Regions from separate parts of the Mus musculus genome. Here all the other regions are linked to region 2. The links are chromatin contacts, called in public HiChIP or PLAC-seq maps. All regions are on one chromosome and are shown on one strand. The core of a region is the stretch at or near the end of the contact, and the rest is flanking DNA. Distances in the headings are between cores, read along the strand shown.

What was found. HiChIP or PLAC-seq counts read pairs in DNA pulled down with a chosen protein or histone mark.
Region 1: an H3K27ac HiChIP or PLAC-seq map of embryonic stem cells shows a contact between it and region 2, with 2.3 times the contacts expected there. The contact joins two enhancer-like sites. A contact is called at or near these places in 2 of 39 promoter capture datasets (liver and pre-B cells) and 3 of 115 datasets of contacts at active chromatin or transcription factors (embryonic stem cells and pancreatic cancer cells).
Region 3: an H3K27ac HiChIP or PLAC-seq map of embryonic stem cells shows a contact between it and region 2, with 5 read pairs. The contact joins two enhancer-like sites. A contact is called at or near these places in 7 of 39 promoter capture datasets (the C10 cell line, embryonic stem cells, hippocampal neurons and 3 more), 6 of 484 Hi-C or Micro-C datasets (the F1.1 cell line, cardiomyocytes, embryonic stem cells and 3 more), 9 of 115 datasets of contacts at active chromatin or transcription factors (embryonic stem cells, extraembryonic endoderm stem cells, large pre-B cells and 4 more) and 1 of 9 other capture datasets (embryonic stem cells).

What each region holds. Positions count from the first base shown.
Region 1 is chr8:107,517,960-107,521,670 of GRCm38.p6, reverse strand. It overlaps Wwp2 (WW domain containing E3 ubiquitin protein ligase 2), which reads right to left. Exons shown (of 24, transcript NM_025830.4): 8 at 3,560-3,711. Among named protein-coding and RNA genes, the nearest start is that of Gm51547, 14 kb to the right of the region's middle. Within about 2 kb of position 1,655, at least 106 of the 459 cell types and tissues checked have an H3K27ac peak or open chromatin away from gene starts, as enhancers often do. A contact at or near this core is called in embryonic stem cells, where this site is marked.
Region 2 is chr8:107,111,817-107,115,586 of GRCm38.p6, reverse strand. No RefSeq gene overlaps it. Among named protein-coding and RNA genes, the nearest start is that of Gm39240, 10 kb to the left of the region's middle. Within about 2 kb of position 2,211, at least 121 of the 459 cell types and tissues checked have an H3K27ac peak or open chromatin away from gene starts, as enhancers often do. A contact at or near this core is called in embryonic stem cells, where this site is marked.
Region 3 is chr8:107,593,163-107,597,297 of GRCm38.p6, reverse strand. No RefSeq gene overlaps it. Among named protein-coding and RNA genes, the nearest start is that of Psmd7, 6.7 kb to the right of the region's middle. Within about 2 kb of position 2,292, at least 6 of the 459 cell types and tissues checked have an H3K27ac peak or open chromatin away from gene starts, as enhancers often do. A contact at or near this core is called in embryonic stem cells, where this site is marked.

The sequences.
Region 1 (3,711 bases), core at 406-2,905, 410 kb before region 2:
GGCTGATTCCTCCCTGAGGATTGTCATTAACCTGAAACTTAAGCAATTAAAAGTCAAGACGTTGAGGATGTTTTGAAAGAAACCATCATGGGGGAGGATCCTCAGTCAGGAGAGATGGTAGCTCATGGCTCAAACTAATTCATTAGGACTGGAGCTTAGAGTACAGGAGAGTGGCTTCCACGGAGGCCGATAGGTAGATGGAGCCCCATTTGTCAGAGATTTCCAGCTTACTTAAGGATTTGACAAATTATCCTGAGAGACAATAGGAAGAAATGTGGCATTTCAAGCAGGAAAGTTCATCTTAGAGTTTTACTTTAAAAGATTAATGTAGGAGCTGGAGAGATGGTTCAGCGGTTAAGAGCACTGACTGTTCTTCTGAAGGTCCTGAGTTCAAATCCCAGCAACCACATGGTGGCTCACAACCATCTGTAATGAGATCTGACTCCCTCATCTGGAGTGTCTAAAGACAGCTACAGTGTAGTCATATACATAAAATAAATAAATCTTTAAAAAAATTAATGTAAAGAAAGACAATGGTCTGGTGGTCTCCTGGGCCAATGGTAGACCATATTCAGGACAGGTTTGGATAGATCAGAGGATGTTCTGGTATAGATTGAGTTAAGATACACAGCTAGTAAGTGGGCCCAAGATAGAGAAATAAGAGCTGGCATCAAGTTCTCAAGGACACCAAGGGATTGGATCAGGTGCCCAGAGAGAGAACGTAGTGGGACCAGAACAGACGTCATAAACTATTCTGAGCACACACCATTTCTCACTTAGCTCTACATTTGCCAAGCCCAGTCCTGGACTTGCCATCTCTTAAACAGTAATGAATAATCTATCTAATGGACAAACGCAGGCCAGTGAGATAGCTCAGTAGGTAAGACACTTGCCACCAAGTACACAACCTGAGTTTGACTCTCACAACCCACAGGCTAGAAGGACAAACTCTCTAAAAGTTGTCCTCTGGCTTCTCTGTGTGTTTATATACACACACTTATACAAACTTTTTTAAAAACACATAACTAAAAACTTCTAAATAAAGAAATATGCATCATGTCAAGGCAATGGCCTGTACTTTGGACACTGGCAGAAGCTCAGTTTACATGCCTTGTTTATAAATTTTCATAAAAGATAAAGGTATTCTGTGATTTCTCCCAGTGCCCTCTTGAAGAGCATTTCAGGTTTACAAATTGGAAGGGTCAATATAGAAACTGTGTCCTTTCTGGGTTCCAATACCAAAGAGCCAACCCAAACGTCTGCTGTCCCCACTACTGTGAGCTCACCAGTGCTGGTGGCTGGCTTCAGTCAAAGGCGGCAAACTCTGAGCCCTGACGTGGTCCTCCAGATACTGAGTGAAGTACCAAGTACCCCTGGAAAACTGGGGGTTCCATACTCTTCTCTGGAACATCCTACACATAAAAGTGGGCAGCAGCACTTCCTCACCCCATCCATCCCACACTCTCATGAGCCTTGTCACATTCTAAATGCTCTAAGAAACAGACACTGTCCAAACTCCACCGCAGAAAAGTGGTTAGCCTCTGGCCAAGAGAGGAAAGGGGTGGGGCAGGCTTCCCTGGGCTGCTGAATAAAGAACATTCTCAGAGCCTGGAGTTTTCCAACTGCTAGGAGCAGGAAGTGCCCAATCCCAGAGAACAGTAAGCCTCACACGCCCAGCATAAAGACATGTCGAGCCATTAGCCCTAATTGCCTGTGACTGACACAGAAGTGAGGCCGGCCTTCCAGGCATTTGCTCTGGAAAGAAAACAAACAGCTCACTGGGGACATAGGCAGCCATTTTCTCTCCTTTTTGCCAAAATGATTCTGCTCTGTTTCTCTCAAATTATAGCACACAAATTTGAAAATAAGAACAATATAAAATCTCCCACTTAGAAAATAGAAAATAAAATCTCTACAGGGATACACAAGCATTTGGTTAATAATCTTCTTTCAAAATCAAACACATTATCCCCAAATAATAATAATAATAAAAATAAATGGCCTTTTCAAAGCTCCCTCTCACCACTCCAGTTTTCTTCAGGTTTGAGATAATAAGAACTATCTGCAATGGTTTTCACTTGATCAGCACATTATCAGGAGAAAGGAGTTTCATGAATGTTTAGTATAAACAGCAAAAATCACACACACTTTCTGATAGAGGATTTTTAACAACTGAGAGTTCAGAAATGAAGCAGGTGACATCTTTCCAATGTCTGTACAAATTATCCACTGAAGGAATCCACAGCGTCCTCAAGCCTGCCTCAACAGGTCACTAGTGCTGAGCAGGACAGACACGGGCTCCTTTGAAACTTTCCTTTCTGTCTGTGTGTCTGTGTGGGATGGTTCAGCCCTTTCCTCCACGCAGGGACTGGGACTGCGCAGGCACTTAGACTGGATAGTAAGTACCTTCACCTGCTGAGCTGTGCACCAAAAACTTTTTTTTTTTTTAACAACAGCATTTTTTGGGGTAGGGGATGAGCCACTGGGCAAGTGTGAAGGCTAGAGGACAAGCTGCAGGGGTCAGCTCTCTCTCTCCACTCAGGGGGTGAGGCTTGGTGACAGGCACCTTATACTAAGCCATCTTGCCAGCATGGGACATTGGTTTATTTGGTACCATACTGATGACCAGGGTGGACAGTGGGACCAGCCCTGACCACAGTCTTAACTGAAATAAGACCATTTCCCAGGTCAGAAGCAGTCTCCCGCCTTGTGTCTCCTTGAAAACTACTTCAAAGCAATCCTCGCATGTCTCTCCGCATGTTTCACACACACCGTTTACTGGAGTCCCTCCACTGGGATGCTCGCTATCAGCACATAATCAACATGTAAACCATACAGCCAGGCCACAAGGGTGAGGTGCAGGAATGGATTCAACTGCTGGTGTGGTGTGGTTTATCCTGTGTGTGTGTGTGTGTGGGGGGGGGGGGGGAACAGGACCCATGTTCTTTTAATTTTTTTTCTACATTTGTTTATACGGTGTGTGTGTGTGGTTGTCAAAGGACATAAACACTCTGGCTTGGTAGCAAGTGCCTTTATCCACTGAACCATGTGGTCAGTTCCCAGAATCCATGGTCCTAATCTCCACTCACTACATAGTCAAAAATGAGCTTTCCTTTGTCTTGCTGGAGTTGCCATCTGGGTCGAGATCTTTGCTACACAAAGAGAGCAAGAAGACGAGTACCCAACTTAACACTGGCCACAGCTGAGGAAATAACACAGTCACAGCAACTGAGCACCTAAAGCCTGAATCCTTTGTGGACTGCCAAGGTCAAGCTCAGGAGGGAAAAAGCTAGTCACTAGTCAGACATCCTCCCACAACCCACGAAGGCAATGAGCTCCTTGTTCCACAGAGGCTGTCCACTTAAGTCCCAGCATAAAGCAGCACTGGCCAGCACGGGTGGTTCAGGTGCTCCGTGAGATGTACACAGAGCAAGCACTTTGACACCACTCTTGCTTCTATACATGGCAGCTTTGCCAGAGACCCCTGAGCACTGGGCAACAACCACAGTGTTTCTAACCTGGTGAGGAGAGTGCCATGATGGAACACAAGACTACTCACCCAGCAGGAAGAGCATCAGGGGCCTGGGCGGCAGCAGGGAGCTGCTGTGTCCCGGAAGTGCTGGCCTCCTCTCCCTCTGCTGGTGTGGACTGTGCAGGGAGAGATGTTGTGTTGGGATTTGAGGACACACTCAAGGCTGCTGCAGGCAGGGA
Region 2 (3,770 bases), core at 962-3,461:
GGCTAAATTTTTAACACCATGGAAAGATATAAAGGCACAAGAAACTCTTCCCTGTATCTGTTCCACTTTCCTCTGCTAATTATCATTAATAGTCCTTTCTTTTCTTTGTGTGTGTGAATGTGAGCTGTAAGTGCCTGTGTATGCAGGAATGCACACACTCTTGCGCACGTGAACACACACACATTTTTTAGAAAGTTTTCCTATGTAGCTCTGGATTGCCTCAAACTCACCCATCCTCGCGCCACATCCTCCACGTACCAACATTACAGGCACCGGTTCCCACACCTGACTTAATTTAATCTTTTTAATGAAGAATGGGTCCAGGTGTTTAGTAATACTACCATTTCCAAACCTGCTGGGACATCGAGATCAGAATGTCCCAGGGAGTTTCACTGGAAATCCACAGCTGCCTTCTGTGAACTCCATTCTCATCCCCCAGTCAGGGAAGGAAACTGGAATCTCGACACTGAAGGGCGCGTCCACGGTGCCGGTGTACAGACCACTGTGCGAACAGCCATCCACCCTCCCGTTTCTTGCTACAGGGGCAGCTCCTGTTTCCTGATTTCCTGTTACTCACGGGTTATTCACCAGAGCCTTATCAGGGTGTCTGCACAGCACCAAGACCCTGTGCCTTTCTTCCAGACCCGGGGAGGTATGGTGTGGTGTGAATTTCGACACAGCCAAGGCGGTGTTGCTGGGGGTTAGTTGGTTAGTGTGGGTGTTGGCAGCCAGCTGGGGCTCGGGTAGGGAGCCTGTGTGTGGGTGAAACTCAGGAATCCTGTGGCACTACAGTTACAGAAAAAAATTTAAAGGCCCAGCCCAGGCCTTTACGAAGTACAGCTGAGTCTGACAAACCCAGAACCAGCCCCAGCTCTCAGATCTTCTGGGGCGAGGGGTTGGGAGGGGGCGGGATACAGTTCCCTGTGGGCCCTTCTAAATCAGATAAGACATAATGCAGATGAAACGCGGGTGGGAAACGCACGGTAGACAGCAGATTACAGTCATAAAAAGAGATGACAGATTTCATCGTCACTCATGACCCACCCAAATGTCACGTCCTCTGGGCTCTTTCCCTGGCATTTCCTGCCCCAAGTGGATGTTCTTTCCATTGTACTCCCCGACACTTGAAATCGAACAACAAAAGGAAAAAAAAAATACTACTACTGCTGCCTGAGGTTTCCTGGGTCAGAATATCTAGCTGCTTTCCTGTTTGATCTCCCACCAGTCCAGGGGTCCCAGGGAGTTAAAGGCCCACGGGCTGTTTAGTCACGTGGTCTTCACTTTTCTTTCTTTCTTTTTTTTTTTTTTTTCTTACATACTCAATTAGCTTTCTAATTTCTGTAGCCCTAGAAACAGACCTATACCCGGGCCTCTTGATCCGTAACAAAAGTAGCACTTCAGAAATGAGGGGTTTTGCTTTTGGTTTTCTATGTTTATGATTTTTACAGTGAGTTGGTATGTATCACATGTGTGCAGGTATCCATGGAGACCAGAAAGTATCATATTGTCTGAAACTGGATTTGCTGGCAGTTGTGAGGCACCGTGTGGATGCTGGGAACTGAACCCACCGTTCAAGAACAGTGTGCGTTCTTAAACTCTGAGCCGTGGGTCTGTTAGCCCCGGAAGGGGATTTTCTTAAAGAAGGTCAATGAATCCGATACTCATAGAAAAATAAAATGCACCTGAGCCCTGTTGTTCGCCATTCTCAAACATCAGAGTTAGATTCGATAAAAGGTTACACATGGGGCTGAGGCTGTAGCACCGCTGGTTGAATGCTTGGGTTCCAGACCACCACCGCAGAAAACCAATGTGGTGATGCCTGCCTGTGATCCCACCCATGAGGACTTGACACAGGAGGATCAGGAACTCTGACACTGTCCTTGGCTACAAGCAAGGCCACTTTGAGCCTTTCCTTTGAGGCAGAGGCAGACAGATCTCTGACTTCAGCCTGACAATATGTTGAGTTTCTGGCCAAGCATGGCCACATCTTGAGTCATGAGGATGGGGTAGGTGAGGGAGAGAGAGACAGTTCAGATGGTAAAAGCACCTTTCGCACAAGCCTGCCGATCTGACTTTCCATCCCTGAAACCTCATGGTGGAAGGAGAGAGCTGACTCCTGAATGTTGCCCTCTGACCTCCACACACACCACTGGCATGCTACCCTTTCAGCCTCTCGCTCAGCCTCATCTTTTTTTTTTTTTTTTTTTAAAGACTGTTGCTAGGGCAACAGTTAGTAAAGTGCTCGCCTTGCAAATTCAAAGCCTTGAATTAGATCCCCAAAACCCTTGTAAAAAGCTGGGTGTGACTGCAATCCAGGTGCTGAGAAAGCAGAAAGAGGTGGATTTTTGCTGCTCACAGCCTGGCCCAGTTAGTGAGCTCCAGGCCATCGAGAGAGCCTTTTGGCTTCTGGGATTGTCCTCTGGCCTCCACACATACCTGTATGCACACACACTCACACACACACACACACATTTTGAAATATTTTTATTACTTTTAATTATGTGTATGTAGATATACATCTTGGTGTGGGTATGTCATGTAACCATGGCACCATGGAGATGACCATGGAAGCCAGAGGAGAGGCTGTTTCTGATCCCCAGGGGCTGGAGTTCCAGCCAGATACGAACGTCCCACAGAGGGTGCTAGGATTTGAACTCGGGTTCTCGGCGAAAGCAGCAAGGGCTCTTAAACACTGAGCCATCTCTCCAGCCCCCTATTTATTGTTGTTGGTTGGTTGGTTGGTTGGTGATTTGAAACCAATCCTCTCTCTGTAGACCAGGCTGACCTAGCCTCCAGCTCAGAGATCTCTTGCCTCTCTTTCCAGAGAGCTGGGATTAATGGTATAGGCCTATACAAGCCACCCAGGGTCTCAATACTGAAAGAAGAAAGTGGACAGGATCTGTAAACTATCTGTAATTGACACCCTCTGGTAAGGGGGAAACAGTTTTCTCCAATGGAGCTTTATTTTTTTTTTTTTTTTCCAACCCCCCACCCCCCGGAGCTTTATTTTATATATCAGCCCTCAGAGCAGTCCCAAGCCTTGGAGAAATAAGCCTTGGAGTATTTTTGTGAACTTTTTGTTTCATTTTACTTTGTTTTAGCTTTTTTTTTCTTTTTCTTTCTTTCTTTCTTTCTTTTCTTTTTTTTTTTTTGTCTTATTGGTCTTCCTATTTATTTTGATTTTCATTGTGTGTGTGTGTGTGCGTGTGTGTTCTGTGAGGACTTTTGTTCTTGTTTCTTTGGGTTTTTGTTTGTTTCTGAAAAAGAAAGATAGAGAACAGAAAAATAAAGGCAAGAAGGCAGTAAAGATCTGGGGAGGGATTGAGAGAAGGAAAAAAATGATCAAAACATGTTGTGTGAAAAAAATTTTTAACGAGAAAAGAATTCTAAAAAAGCATATGCTACCACACCTGACCCCATTTACATTTTTATTATCATTTTAATATTTATACTTATTATATTTTTGTGGGTCTGAGTGTTTTTGCCTGTGTGTATACATGTAAACCATATACATATGTATATATGAGTGGTTTTGCCTGATACTCTTGGAGGTCATTAGAAGATGCTGGATCTGCTGGAATTGAAGTTAGGGATGTTTGAGACCTACTGTGTGGGTGTTCTGGGGTCACTCGGGTGCTCTGCCAGAGCAACAGGAGACAGGTGCTCCTAACCTCTGGGCCATGCTTGTTGTTGTTGTTGTTGTTTTGAGACAGTCCTACTATGTAGTCCAGGCTGAGATCTTGAACTTCTAGTAAGCTTCCTGTCACTAC
Region 3 (4,135 bases), core at 1,043-3,542, 480 kb before region 2:
GGACACCCTTAGTTAGGGTTTTGCTGCTGTGAACAGACACCATGACCAAGACAACATTTAATTGGGGCTGGCTTACAGATTGAGAGGTTTAATCCATTGTCATCAAGGTGGCAAGCAACATGGCAGCATCCAGGCAGACATAGTGCAAGAGGAACTGAGTTACACATCTTCATCTGAAGACTGCTAGGAGAAGACTGGCTCCCATGTGGTTAGGAGGAGGGTTTTATTGCCCACCCCCGCAATGACACACTTCCTCAGGCAAGGCCACACCTACTCCAACAAGGCCATGCCTCCTAATAGGCCACTTGCTGGGCCAAGCGTATTCAAACCACCACAGGATGATTCACAACTGCCTGCAACAGGAGTTCAGGAGATCTGAAGCTTTCTCCTAATCTCTGGGGGCATTATACTCAAGTGCACAAACACTCAGATACACACATGTACACATCATAGTTTTAAAAATGTTTAATAAAATTATTTTAAAATGGGGACTGGGCATGGTGTGGTTCCTGCCTTTAATCTCAGGAGGCAGAAGCAGACGGATCTCTGTGAGTTCAAGACCATCCTGGTCTACATAGTGAATTCCAGGATAGCCAGGGTAATGCAATGAGACCTGTCGCCAATAAAATAAAATAAGATGTGGGGTGGTGATGCACAACTTTAATCCCAGCACTCGGGAGGCTGAGGCAGGTGGATCTCTTGTGAGTTCAAGGCCAGCCGGCTCTAAAGAGCTAGTTCCAGGGCAGCCAGGTGTCTTAGTTAGGGTTTTACTGCTGTGAACAGACACAATGACCAATGCAAGTCTTATAAAAACATTTTTTTAAAGATTTATTTATTTATTATATGTAAGTACACTGTAGCTGTCTTCAAACGCACCATAAGAGGGCATCAGATCCCATTACAGATGGTTGTGAGCCACCATGTGGTTGCTGGGATTTGAACTCAGGACCTTTGGACGAGCAGTCAGTGATCTTACCCGCTGAGCCTCGCCAGCCCTAAAAACAACATTTAATTGGGGCTGGCTTACAGGTTCAGAGGTTCAGTCCATCATCACCAAGGTGGGAGCATGGCAGTATCCAGGCAGGCATGGTGTAGGCAGAGCTGAGAGTTCTACATCTTCATCCAAAGGTTGCTAGTGGAAGACTGACTTCCAGGCAACTAGGGTGAGGATCTTATACCCACACCCACAGTGACACACCCATTCCAACCAGGTCACACCTATTCCAACAAGGCCACACCTTCAGATGGTGCCACTCCCTGGTCCAAGAATATACAAACCATCACAACACCAGGACTACACAGAAAAGAAATAATAATAATAATAATAATAATAATAATAATAATAATAATAATAAGTGAAACCAAATAAATAAGATGGAGAGCAATAGATGAATGACTTGACCTCTGGCCCCCACACAAATGCACATAACATGAATGTTTACCCATGCACACACATACTTGTATACACAGAAAGAAAGAAAGGTGTGGGGGGGGGGAGGAAGGAAGGAAACGCATCATTATCATCCCAAGGCAACCACTCTGAGCCATTTGGTTTATTTCCTTTCGGGAGTTCCTTCTGAAGTGTGATCTATTCATATTTCATATTAACATTTGAACATGTATGCAATATTATTTTAAGACAAGAACATGAATGACGCTGCGAACACATTTAATTCTGTATATAAGTGATTGCCTGAATATAGACATCTGTACCACATATGACATAACTCATACCCAAAAGGCCAGAGGAGGGTGTCAGATCATCTGGAACTAGAGATGCCATGGCCCTAAGCTGTCAAGTGGATGCTATGAATGGAAGCCAGGTCCTCTGCAAGAGCAAGTGTTGAACTGTCTCTCTGGACCGGCAGTTCTTAAAACTACAGGAGGGTCCTACAAACCAACCGAGAGCCCAGGGGCCTAGGCTAGAAATGATAAAAATCAGAAAACAAAATGTCAGAGCTGTGTGTGGTGGTCCAAGGCTTTAATCACAATGAGGGGGGAAGCAGGAAGGTCAGAGTTCAAGGTCATCAAAGTCACCAAGCCTCAAGGGACTTGAGGTCAATCTGGACTCCATGGTATCCTGTCTCAAAACAACAAAACAAAACACAGAAAACTCTCCCTCCAGACAATGTTCTAGCTTACAGAGCTCTCGCCATTACTCACGAAACCGTTTCTGGTTTTTTATCTGAAGCTAAACATTTTTCTGCCTCACTTTGTCCTGGCCTGCACCCTCCTCACAGACAGATGCCACCCACAAACCAGAGTTAAATGGTTTGCATGAGAAAAGCAAGGGGCGGGAAGCCCATTAACAGTCTTCCAAAGATGACCTCCATTACAGCAGATAGATAGGCCCATTACGGCATTAGCACAGCCCGGTGCACACAGACACAGCTATGCCCAGAATATGCTTTGTGTCACTACAGACTACCAAGGTGTTACTTTTTATTTCTTAGTATTTTCTTGTATGCCAATAAGTTTGATTGCTAGAAGATAAGAATGTTTTCTTACTTGGATTATAAGGTAATAGAAAATCTAAAAGATTAGTCCTAAGAAAAATGTTCATTTAAAAAAAAAAAAAAACAGCTAACAGATACTTTGAGGTGCTATTTTGTATATACATGTAACCGGTTTGTACATCCATGTAACTGGTGCTTCATTAGCCATTAGACTTCTTTCTGGGTCATAGTTACTATTGTCAATGTGACAAGATCTGGAGTAAACTAGGAGACAAATCTCTGGGCGTGTGTGTAAGAGGTTATCTAGGTGAGGTTAACTGAGCTGGGAAGATTCACCCTAACTGTGGGCAGCATGATTTCCTCATTCTCCCCCTCCTTCTCCCCTTCCCCTTCCTCTCCCCTATCTCTCCTCTCCTCTCCTCTCCCCTCCCCTCCCCTCCCTCTCCTCTCCTCTCCTCTCCCCTCCCCTCCCCTCTCTTTCCCTCCCCTCCCCTCCTCCTCCTCCTCCTCTCTCTCTCTGTCTCTCTGTCTCTCTGTCTCTCTGTCTCTCTGTCTCTCTCTCTCTCTCTCTCTCTCTCTCTCTCTCTCTCTCGCTCTCGCTCTCTCTCCTTCCTGACTTCACAAAGACTTACAAACAACTGCCTCAAGTCCCTGCTGCCACGCCTGAGCTTCCAGGATGAACTTTGAACCAAACTAACCCCTTCCGTCTAGATTGTGTCACACTGAGAATTAAAGCTGTCATTCCTTTCTCTTCTTTATGTATTTATGTAATCTGTGTGGATATTTGTTTGCCTGTATGTCCCTGTCTGGTGCCCAGTGAGGCCAAAAGAGAGCACTAAATTCCCTCAGACATGATGGTTATGAACCACCAGGTGGGTGCTGGGAATCGAACTCAGGACCTCTGGAAAAGCAGCCAGTGCTCTTAACTACTGAGCCATCTCTCTGGCCCTCATAACTTCCTTTTGTTAACTGTATTTTGTCACGGCAATGGCTAAATAATAGCCTGTGATTTTCCCTTGCTTCTCCAGCCTCAGATACTTCTGGGACTCCAAAAGAGTTGCACATGCGCAAGCTTGGGAAGTTCTACGTGGTGTTCTTTGGCATCATTTTTACCTGCTCAGGGCTCCCAGCTATTGCGTGTCTCTACATCCCGCAGACCTGCTGGCATTGCCAGACACCAGCCGTTCTTACAAATACCAGTCTCCTGGTGCAACCAAGGCTACAGTGCTGGCACCTCAAGCAGCCAAGCTTCTTAAGTGAGGAAATGTTTGTCTTCATTTCTGGGCTATGTTCAGTTAGAGAAATATTGGGAGCAGTGCCCATACCTGGGTCTGGTTATCTCTCAACATGTTCCCGAAAGAGTTCTAGTTTCCCCTCAGAGCTTAGCAACCTAGCGCTCTGAGTTCAGACCTAAGGTCATGAGGGGCTGAGCTTAAAAGTCACATCTGGGTGCAAATTCCCACTGTCTCAATGATGGCTGTTTTTCTCTCCCAAAATCTGAGGCTGTATAACTGGGTCAAACCAATCTAACTCTTTAGGGTAGGTCCATCCTGGGTCTTGGGCAAATGTAGTTCTGAAGAGCCTAAATTACCAGGTGTTCCCAAGGATGGGCATCTCTGAAACCCAGCAATGGACACAGACTTGGGCTAGAGGTAAATCCCTTGTTGCTGTTGCTGTTG